Regions from separate parts of the Arachis hypogaea genome. Here region 2 is linked to region 1. Evidence: chromatin contacts called from public Hi-C data. All regions are on one chromosome and are shown on one strand. The core of a region is the stretch at or near the end of the contact, and the rest is flanking DNA. Distances in the headings are between cores, read along the strand shown.

What was found. A called contact is a pair of places that touch in the nucleus more often than the background predicts.
Region 2: a Hi-C map of leaf shows a contact between it and region 1, with 3 times the contacts expected there. The contact joins the promoter of LOC112715751 here to the promoter of LOC112715743 in region 1. A contact is called at or near these places in 2 of 8 Hi-C or Micro-C datasets (both in leaf).

What each region holds. Positions count from the first base shown.
Region 1 is chr10:78,281,405-78,287,345 of arahy.Tifrunner.gnm2.J5K5, forward strand. It overlaps LOC112715743 (probable inactive receptor kinase At5g58300), which reads right to left and starts at 4,130. Exons shown (of 3, transcript XM_025767551.3): 1 at 3,768-4,130; 2 at 1,198-2,567; 3 at 66-990. The coding sequence starts at 2,497. The coding sequence ends at 374.
Region 2 is chr10:78,549,391-78,555,640 of arahy.Tifrunner.gnm2.J5K5, forward strand. LOC112715751 reads left to right here and starts at 3,653. Exons shown (of 8, transcript XM_025767569.3): 1 at 3,653-5,197; 2 at 5,879-5,955; 3 at 6,079-6,244. The coding sequence starts at 4,516.

The sequences.
Region 1 (5,941 bases), core at 2,880-5,379:
GTTTGTATATATCTTTCACCATATGCATTTCTGTAGGTATAAAATAGTAATATTAATACATGAGATTATGGCCAAAGGATCGAGCTATATTATTGAAGAGAGCACACAACATGTTTGTTAATATGATCCACTGGTCTGCACGATGAAACTCGAATTATTTCCATTCACTGAACAACAATCAGCAATGAAGTTTCAAAAGCCAACAAAGCAGAACCAACTGAAAAACTTGTATAACCAACAAGAACAAAAAACATTAGTATTTTACAATGAAACTTAACTTTATTATTGCTTGAGGACACAATATCAATCAGGAAAACACAAGACTTGTTTTCTTCAAATGAAATCCTATGTTGTCCCCAGGAACACTCCTCAATTATGGTGTTTGCGCATTAGACTCCGACTCAGAGGACGGCCGGTTCTTTGACTCGGGGTGCTTTATTTCCTCTATCATCCTAACAGCTTCATCCATTCTAGGCCTCATATCAGGTGCCTTAGCAACACAAGCCAATGCAATCTGAAGCATCTGCACCATCTCCTCTTCAACGTATTGGCCTCTTAGAAGCTCCTCATCGAAAACTTCAGCTGTCCATTCTTCTCTAACAACAGACTTCACCCACCTTGGAAGATCGACGATGTCTTCATGCCCCGGATGCCTCATTGGTGTCTTCCCTGTCAACATTTCAAGAAGCAGCACACCAAAGCTGTACACATCAGATTTTTGTGTGATCTTCTTCGCATCAGTTACTTCTGGAGCACGGTAGCCATTGGCTCTTGACATGGTTGCCGGAGTGTTCATCAGTGGAGGCAAGCCAACATCGGATATGCAGGCATCAAGTTCTTGGGATATGAGAACATTGGTGGATTTGATGTTGCCATGTGTGAACTTTGGACCGCATTCAGAGTGAATGAATGCAACTCCCTTGGCTGCTCCAAGTGAAATCTTCACCCTTGAATCCCAGTCTAATGGAGTTCTTGTTGCACCCCTGTTTCCTATTGTTGTTTGGGACAGAAGATAAGTCAAATACATAGGATTATCAATTAGTACTGGTTATGGCAGGAATTACGCTCTTACATACAAATTCTTACTTCAATTTTACGATGGATTACCAATTACTGAACAAAGCTAAGCAATGAGTGCAAAAAATGCCATGATAATTGACAACAAATACATGGAGCAATGGTGAACTTAGAACTTACCATGCAACAAGTGAAACAAGCTTCCACCAAGCATGAAGTTATAAACTAGAAGCTTCTCATCTTTGGAATAGTAATAAGCACGAAGCGGCATGACATTCGGGTGGCGTCCAATCCTCCCAACAATTTCCATCTGCTGCTCAAACTCCTTCTTTCCAACAACAACTTCCTTCAACCGCTTAACTACCACAGTTGTTCCTTCCTCCAAAACAGCCTTGTATGCTGTTCCATAACTCCCTTTACCAAGAACTTCGGCCGAAGCCTTCAGTAAGTCCTCAAGATCAAAGCTATAAGATGAACCTTCAAAGAAGAATAACTTGTTCTTTTCGGCCTCTTGAACTCCACTCCCAAAACTCTTGGAAATCTCAGTCTTTCCAGCACAAGATCCCTTCCCTTTGAGTATGCCACCGCTTTTTTTAGTACTGTCTTTCGGTTTTCGCTTCAAACAGCATATAAAGAACACTAAAACTAGCAGGGAGAGAAATGCAATGCCTCCAATGACAAGAGCAAGTATAGTAGCTAGGCCAAAGTTATTCTTATGATCCTTTTGATCTTGTGTAGTTGATGGAGAGGATGGTTGATACTCAGGGGAAGGAGATGGAGAAGGGGATATCGATGAGCAATTGTTGAGAGGCGGTCCGCATAAGCGCGAGTTACCTACGAAAGAAGTGTAAGGAAATGTCTTAACAGAATTTGGAATTGTTCCGTTCAGGTTATTATAGCTCAAATTCAATTGTTTAAGCCTTGGAAGGTTGAATTCAGGGATAGTTCCAGAAATGTTGTTGTTTTGTAAATACAACCAGGTGAGTCTTCTCAGATTCTGAAATGCTGGTGGAATTCTTCCAGAGAAGGAGTTAAAGGAAACATCGAATGCCACGAGTTTAGGGGAGACAGAGGATGGAATTGGACCTGAGAAATTATTGTGGTGAAGCAGTGCAAATTGGAGTGAAGGAATGGAAACTATGTCAGAAGGAAGATTTCCTTTAAGGCCATTTGAATGAAGGCTAAGGACTCTAAGAGTGTCTAGTTTTCCTAAAGTGTTCTCTGGAATTGAACCGGTTAGTCCAATTCCCGGGAGACGGATGCCGGTGACTCGGGTTCTGTTCGAGTTACAAGTCACACCAATCCATGAGTTGCAAACTGAAGTAGATTCATTCCAGTTTAGCCTTGGTGCATGTGGAACGGCTGAAGCAAACTCTAAGAGAGCTTGTTTGTCAGAGTTTAAATCAGCTACAATCAATTCAAAGAGTGAAACTATGAAGCTTAGAAGGACAAGCACAACGATGAATAACCGCAACTTCATCGAGCTTGCTTTGGTTTGAGTCAGACAAAGATAGTCACAATTTCTGATCTCAACTGTTAATCATGCTTTCCTGGTTTGCATTTGGAAATTGCAGCAAATTATTAGCATATCATACGGCTAGAAAAGTAAAACATGTTCAAGGCTAAAATTAACTATGCTAATCATGAACCTAGTCAAAGTCAGTGATACCTTCAGTTCTGAAAATATGGAACTTTTATAGAAATCATTTAAAACAAGTTTGGCCAACAAATTTTTCTGAAAATTTTATTTTAGTACAGAAAATGATTTTGTTGATGCAGAATGCATCACATATTGCAACTTACCGATAAACAGATTCTGAATAGGGAAAGGGATTTACTTCTTTCAGATGTGGCATTCAGGAATGTTAGTTCATTCAATAGTTAGATGTTATGCTGACTCTAACATTTAATAAAGAAAAAAAAAAGTAAAAAAAAAAAAGCCTAAAGCTAGTTTGTGAACTTTAAATAATGCTGTATTAAAGTGCACTTTCCATTTAGAATAAAGAAATCTCTCTTATAGAAACGGTGCTTAAACGTCTGACAAACAGCCAAGAAGGGAGAAGGGGTTAAAAAATAAATAAATAAAGAGCATTGTGATAATGGAGAATCCTAGATAAAATAGAACTGAAAAAGAAAAAGCTTAAAGCTTGGTTCTCCCCTTGTGCTTTATAAAGAAAAAGCATTCTTTGTTAAAGGTGGAACTGCATTCTCTTAGTTTTAAAAAGAACAATACATAAATCATTGGTGTTGATTTTCCATTTTTGCCACCTATCTGTGGTCAGTGAATGTTGCAGAAAAGTGTCTTGTTTTCAAGCACTGAAATATTTGAGGAACAAGATTAAGACACGTACAAAAACAAAGGATAACTAAAGGGTCAAGCTAGCATTTAGATTAAACAATTCAAAGCAAGCATAACCATCAGAATTTCACTGAAAACAACATGCTGATTCCTTCACTGAATTTAAGCAAGACAAAAAAAGGAATTGAGGATTATACCAACTAACTAAAAAATTCTACTATTGCAATCCTCTTTCTCTTTCTCCATGAATATATATATATATATATATATATATATATATATGGAAATGTATGATTAACAATTCTCTGAGGATCAGGATCCAAGAACAATTAGTATGGTTCAGAACTAGAACAGCTGCAATAATTTATAATTTCATATTGTTACAAGTTAGGAAATGCAAATATTCAAATAGAAAAAATAAAAATTAAATAAAGTGAGGTATTTTACTCACCTTCGTCACAAAACAAATCATATAGTAAAGCAGAACTGTAGAAAATTTTGCGTAGGTATCATGGAATTCAAGAAGAAAGCCAAATTTATAAGCATAAGCCATGAAGATTTTCCATTTTCTATGAAGTGGAGCAGAGAAGAACTTTATATACTGTTGTGCATTAAACACTTGAATGACAAGAAACCTTTTTTGTAATTAAGAGGGAGGTTAGTTTCTCTAAAATTCACTTTTATTTTTATTGCTTCTTCAACACCGTTGGAGTTGGTGGCATAAAGGATTAACTAATAACAACTTAGTTTCTTCTTTTGTCAAGGGATTTATCACACACAACGAGAGCGGGTCATCCAATATAAACCAAGTTCCGAAAACTAGTTTGCTAAAACGACAGCAATAATGGGGAATTCACCGTCTCAGTTTTTTTCAAACTAAGTACTAGTGGATTGATGTGATATGATTTGTTGATTTGAATAATACTACACATCCAAGTCTTTTTGTTAATTAAATTCAACTAAGTTGGTTTAATATAATAAAAAAGTTATAATCAGCATTATTTTTGTTATTATTTAATTTAGTTGGGCTTAGTTTATAAAAGACTTTGTATGTGTAATATTTTTCTGTTATACTTATTTGTACTAAATTTAATATGAGGAATGTTAGGGGATTACCAAGTTTTGTTATTTATAGCTATCAAGTAGTTATTATTGATGTTTTTAACGGTGTGAGATTTCATCCAATAACATAGGATTACTCATTTTTCTTCTGCTAGTTAAGTGCTCATCAGATTTTTAATAAAAGTGATAGTTCCTAAACTTTCTTATTTAATATTGTATTATTAGATTTGATGTAAATTTATTTTATATTATTTTAATATTAAAAATGTATTAACTTAATGAATCACATTATAGAACATTTTTATACATATTATTTTTGTATTTTTACTTTTTAATTTTAAAAATAATTGATAATAATAAAAAAATTGTATCTTATATTATAAAAATATTTACCAATGTAAATAAAAAGATTACAGACCCCATTTTTCTCAAAATATTCTTGAGATGTCAAATTGTTACCGGTGAAAATAGGCAGACACCAGAGGAACATTGGATGGGTTGAGTAGGTGACAAAACCTTATCAAAAGGAAGTACCAAGAGTACAAGAGTAAATGATGATTTTGGTGATATGTCTTTGGACGTGACTATTCAAGAAGACCTTAATAAAGAGAATTCTACTATGAAGAGGGGTTTGTGGAAAGAAATTGATAAATAATGTGTATAATTTATGTTAAAAATTAATAAAAATTAAATGATATATTCTTTTAAAAAAATTCAGTTATTATCTATAAAAGTAAATTTTGGTCTCTTTATTATTTTTCTTTTTCACTATAGTAGACATCACGTGGAGTATTTACCCTCATGAGTGTTACTACTCCTTCCTATCTACAGCAAAGATGGTAATTGACTGGCAGTAATTTCTTCAGCCCAACAAGGGTATGAACCACAGTACAAAATGTCAAAATTTTCAAGAATGACTACACAAATAGTGTCACATTTTTTAGTTTTGACACAGTTAACAAAGAACGCAAATAAATTTATGATACAAAGAATGGTGATATACAGGTTAATGGAGCAAATTGGGAATTTATTTTGGTATGGGGTACAGGCAATTCGGTGGAAGGTATTGTATGGACCAGTGTATTCAAAATTTGCTTTCAAACTATTATGCATGAACATTAATACGAACAAGAGACATCGTAAGACAAGTCACACGCAAATGCACAAATTTTAAATTTTTATAGGATACGAAAATATAACATATATATAAAATATAAAGTACTTTTAGATAAATTATAATAATATTTTGATATTAAAATATAAATTAATATTTTAATTTTTAATATTTTTTAATTATATAAAATATTAAAATATTATTTTATTTTAATAAATAATAATATATACTATTTCTAAACTCATTTTAAAAATACATATTATAAGTTGAATATGTTAACATGTAATGGTATTTATGTGTGTATAAACATGTTTATAAAAGAATTATTTATTTTTTATTAAGACGCAGTTGGACAAAATAAACATCAGATGACTATCAATAAATGTCGTATCCGAAATATATCGGATATGCAGACACAACAATTTAATTAAGTATATATGCTTCATAAC
Region 2 (6,250 bases), core at 2,403-4,902, 270 kb after region 1:
CATCTTATACGGCACACACCTCCAACCTAGTGCCCAGTATGCTACCCCACCATTGGTGGACTATAGCCTATTGATGACAGCATCGCAGCCAATGCCGCCACCTCCGTGTCCTCCCCCTACTCAGCCTCAGCATTAGCCTCATCTATATGTACTAGTGCCTTACTCAGACAGTTACTTTGTCCCTCATTATCCCCTACCTCCGCAGCCACCACCCGAGTCACATGATCCCTTTTTCCATCCACAGTCTCCTCTGGAGACACGTCCTAGTAGACCTCACCGACAGGCATAGCTTCTGCGATGTGGCACCGAACATCACCTGCATTATCCGGGTGATTAGCACTGATGATGTTGTTATACTGTTACTCTATGTTATGCCATATGTTGTTAAAATTGTATTTTGGTAACATTATTTATGTTTGTATGCATCGTTGATGTAAACTTGTGATATCTATGTTGTTTAATTTGTGAGCCAGATTTTTTGGTCTTGATATGGATATTATATGTAAATGTATTACATTGTTGTATTTCAAATTTTAGAATTCAAGTACAATTTAATCGACATAGGAATAGAAAACACCATCGGGGTATAAAATAATCAAAATAAACACACATCGCCTAACATTTAGTTTCATACCCACCAAAGTAAACAAAGAACAAAGTTAAACAACCAAAGGAACTACACAAACAACAATTGCAAATACAAACAAAGAAATTTATGACACTAAGCTAAGCCTCGTCTATAGGCTGGTTTGGACAACCTCTCCGGGTATGACCAGTTTGCCTGCATAGACCACACTTCTTCTCTTGGCACCCACCCTCATCCATCTCATTACAAAACCTGGTGAAAACAGGTCTGCCAGTAGCCTTTCTGCGCATGTTTGGATTTGGATAGACTCGTGTCCCATACCACTCCGGCCAAAGCTTCTCGTTTAGTATCGATGGGAAATTTACCTCATACACCTTAAACTGGAGTCTCCTACATGTAAACCAGATGCATGTAAGGTCCCCATTCGACACTTGCATCAGCACAAGCGGCAAGTTCATGACGACACGTGAAATGGAGTGAGTGGAAAAGGCCACAGTCACATGTGCCAGCCGTCAACCAAACCTGAAACGAACTTTGTGACCAACCGTCGAAAGGCTCTAACTCCTCAAGACCTCAACCACAAACACTGAAGCCCCTCTATCGCAGTGAATAACGCGCATCTTCAAGATTCCCTCTTTGTTCTTCTTAATAACAACTATTAGCCATTGGGAAAATTGATTTCCCCCTCTCCCCCCGTTGTGCCTGTGCCTTCATCCCCTTCCTGACAAACAATTGTTGCATCCTCTCGTAGGTGCATCACACGATGGCTGAAATTGGTAAATAACGCGTACCATTGAGTACTATATTCATGCACTCGGATAGGTTGATTGTCATGTGCCTAAACCGGCGACCGCGATTGCAATGTTGTAGCCAAATCTCTTTGTTGAACCTACCAGCCCAGTTTGTCATCACTCGCGACAAACCTCTCAAGGCATCCATGTACCACTTGAAGCATTTATGAGATATTGCTTGCTCTCTGCAGACTTGAAACACGACATAAAGTTCGCCGCCATGTGCCTGACACAATAAGTATGGAACGCTCTAAGTTGCTGCCAACTACTATCGTCGGCTCTCAATGCAGCCTTGATATCCTGAGATTTGTCAAAAATAATCAACAGGCTTTCTTGTGGGGGTCACATGTTGTCTCAAATTGGTGAGGAAGAAAGACCAAGACTTTGTGGTCTCAGACTCAACAATTGCAAATGCAATAGGAAGTATATTGTTGTTATTGTCTTGTGCCACTGCAATAAGCAAAACACCATCATATTTGCTGTATAAATACGTGTTGTCGACAAAGACGAATGACTTGCAATGCTTGAAAGCCTCCATGCAGGCAGGGAAGGCCCAGAACACCTTATCAAAGATGCTACAGTCACGCACCATAAGGTGCACATCATAGTACGGGACGACCCTTAACTCACATATTGATATGGGACAACAACTCTATAGTGCTTGTAGCAACTTCAACACCTTATTGTATAACTCCTCCCAATCACCATATATCCACGCAATTGCCTTTTGCTTTGGCATCTAGACCTTTCTTTACGAGGGTATGAAGTGATTGCTTTGCCTAACTGCACCTTGTAGAACAAGAATGCTGACAGAGGGGCTGGACTGCATCAATGGCAGGATGACTGCATATGAGACTGTTGTCCAACTGTCGATGGTCTTGAGACATGATAGGTTCCAAACACGTATGCGCTCCTCCAACCCTACGTATGTCCCTAACGAAATAACACATACATGGTTGGCCTTTACACCAAATATAATAATCATAAATGCAAAAATACACCACAGTTAAACCTGAACTCCCCAATATCCGAGAAGACTCCAAAGGCATCCTGCTGCACATTACTGGTAATACACATGGTACTTTAGTTGGTCTGACTCCATAACTCGGTACTTAACACTTTTGCGAATGTTGTAATTCTTTACACCCTGCATTACAACATCTCTGCTTTTGAATCTGTGGCCAATCCGAAACTCAAACATCACCATCTAAGTTGTAGTCATCTTCATCCGTGTTGGAAAATGGGATTTTCTTGTAGATCACATCCAAATTCAATGTATGATAGTGACTGGGTACAGCTGATAATGCAGGAATTTAGGTGTGGGGCAGGTAGAAGATATTCAACTGATGCCTCGACCAGCGTCTTTGGTATAAACTCCTCATCGTCATCATCTTCAGAAGAAGCACTATCGTTGCTATCCACAACATACTCCTCGTCGGAGTCCTCATCATCCACGTCCATGTCTTCCACTGGACTAGCAACGTGTATCGGAGGTAGTGCGAGAGGTGGGTCATCCTGCACAAAATCCGAGTGGCCAGATCTACCGCCACCAACATCACCGACTTCCACAGAAAGCTCCTTTACTTGTTCCGCCATGATTTTCCCATAGATGTCAAACATTGGGCGTACATGTTCATCGCTATGGAGTCAAAATAGCCAAAATCGAAAGACTCCATTTTCTATCAGTGCTAGCAATCTATACCCCACCTTACCACCAACGCTACTCAATATCAGACTCTTCAGCTCAGACAAGGAATTTACTCACCAGGTGCGCAACTGAATGGGATTATCGCACTCAAATAATCATTCCAGTGTCACTGTTTTTTATATGACAATTTGGATACACACTTAGAACCACATATCTATTATTATTAGATAGTTTGGCTTATTTTTTGTAAGAAAAAACGGAAGAAAAGAAGAAGTAAAATGTTTGTGGAGAAATCAAATGGTTGCACACCCTTTTATAACTATTGAAATTTTGTCATAACTATCTCATTACACTATAAATATCATAACTTCACGTATCTCGTTTATAGTGTATACAAAACAAAAATATACGTATTTCGTTTATAGTATCATATAATAAATTTTTGTAAAAATATTAAAAATGATATATTTTGATAAATAAAATATTATTTAAAAATCCTTTGAATAAAAGGTACTTTAGTCATGTGCTAATATATAATTTGAAATAAAAATTTATATATAATTATATTTATATAAAATTAATAGTTAAAAATTATTAATTATTAACTTTGTAATTTGTATAAACACAATTGTTGATTTTTTTTACCGTAATTTGAAAAAAAAAAACATACTTTTCTCTCCAACATTTTGCGTTGTAAATCAGCCAGGCGGCCAGCCTCAGGAGATTTGCCGGGAAGTTCCCCTGACAACTGACAAGTGACAAGAGCTGATTTCGATGTTTGCCAAAAATTAAAAATCGATCTGTAAATTGTTATTTCTAAAATAATTTCTTTACGATTTTCTTCTTTTTCTGTAAAATATCCGGGGGCGATATTTGGTGTTCCCAGTTCATGCGCTGTTGGAAGTTGGAGGTTGGAAGTTGGAACTCGATGTTCTCCGAAAACAAAAAGCGCGTTCCCTCAACCCCTTCTCCACACACACATTTTTTTTTTCATTTCCCTCCTCACCCGCGCCAAGCTTAGTTACCTCCAAAAAACAATGAAAAGTTAAAAAAATAAAAATGAGATCGAAGGTTTGAGTTTCCTGACTTTGACTTTTCGTCTGTCTTTCTTCCCTTGGTCTTCTTCTTTCAGCTCCTGCTCCTTTCTTCACACCTTCATTCCCTAAAATCCATCCTGAATTCCTGACATGAATTATTTTTATTATTACTCTTTTTATCCTTTTCTCATTCTGTAAATTCGCTTAGGCGATGTCTAAGTCTCCTGTCCTATTAATGCATTCACATGCGACGCTGGTTTTTTTTTTTTCAAATTTGATCTCTTCATCTTTCGTAATAAACCCTGCAACTTCTTCTCCAAGTCAGAATAATGATTTTCTTGTATTTGTAAAATCTCTCTTCTAAATTTCACAAGAAGAAGGAGATGAAGAAGAACCCATCAACTAGAGATTAGGTTCATAGAATTAGGGGTTTTCTTCGGGAAGGGGAACAAGATGGATTTTCCTTCTTCTTCTTCTTCTTCTTCTTCTTCTTCTTCTTCTTCTTCTTCTTCTTCTTCTTCTTCTTCTTCTTCTTCTTCTTCTGTAAATAATAACGATATAGATACCAGTGATGTGACTTGGCGTAGTAGCATCAACATCCCCTTAAGATTCCGCACTCCTCTTTCTCTTGTTCTCGAATATTCTGGCATCATGTGCTCAAACCCCGATGTTTCTTCTCCTGCACCTGCACCTGCACCTGCACCTGGAGATGGACCTTCAACAACTCATTTGCGCCCTAGGTCTCAGCTTCAATCTGGTTCTGGTTCTGGTTCTGGTGGTGCCTGCAGTGGGACTGGTGAAGTTCAAATTCGCATAATTGGTACTGGGGACCAAGACAACAATGATGTGATTGGTTCGGTTTCCTCTTCTTCGCAGCTGAGTCGTGTGTCTCGATCGGGCCATCATGAGTGTATTATGGTCAACGGACGGCCGTGGCCGCCGCCGAACATTACCGACCCTGAGACTCGGCACCGGCTGATTCAGGACCCGCCTGTGTACGAGACACCTGCGTCTGAGGTGTATGAGCTTCTTGGTAGTGGTAATAGGAATGTTCAGCAGGCTGTTAAGTGGCTGGAACAGCTTATCCCTTTCTCCCTCTTGCTGTTGGTGGTGTTCATTCGCCAGCATTTGCAAGGTATTATTTGGTTTTCAAGTGATTGATTGTATTGTTTATCAAGTGTTAGTATCATATTATATGATTGGATTTCGATCATATGGCTTAGCTGAACCCAAGTTTCATTGCGTGCGAATTAGAGAAATAGTATGTGCTACACGCTCTGGTATGTTTGTATGCAAGGATATGTGTTTTCAGGACTTTTTGACAGGCTTATGAATATGAACTAATAGCATGGTAGAGTGCTCAAATTTTTAATATTGGTAGCTTGTCAAATGTTATCTGTTAATTCAACGAGAAAAATGCCAGTGTTGGCTGTGTTAATTCAAACATTTTGTGGAATGATCTATGAGGATCATGTAGGGTTGGGTCATTGATTATCAGCACCTCTCCTTTGTAACAAAATTGGAACTTCCATAATCATTATAAAAGTAAAGATGAATTTGTAGAGGTAACTAAGAGATGATGCTTATGCCTTGTGTTTCTAGAATGATCCTTAGATCTTATGTAAAATTCGCTTGGTGAATAAGGAAATGCTTCCTGCTTGATATCTTCATATCAGTGCCTTTTTTACTTCGTTTTTTTTTTCATAGTGTAGACACATTGACAAAATGTTTCTAATATATAGCTTCTGTTTCCTCCATATTTGTACTTTTGAGTTTTTACACCTATCTTATGATATTTGTTGCTGAGAGCATGCAGGTTTCTTTCTCACAATTTATGTATCAGCTGTGCTGCTTAAATCAAATGAGGTGGTTAAGGAACAGACAGCTCTAAAGGTGCTCTACCTAGATTTTTGCATTTCTTTTTAATTCCATTCTCAAATTTGTATCTACCTGAAAATTCCCTTCCCTCCAGTTAAATAGCTTTTGGTGAATCTCAATCCATGTTCTATTTTTCAGGGAGATCGGAAAGTCTCTGTTCTTGTTGGTATCTCAGTTGCCTTCATGCTCCACGTGATAGCCGTTTACTGGTTTCAAAATGATGATCTTTTATACCCAATTGCAATGCTTCCTCCAAAAGAAACACCGCTTTTCTGGCATGCAATATTCACCGTTTTGATCAATGGTAAGT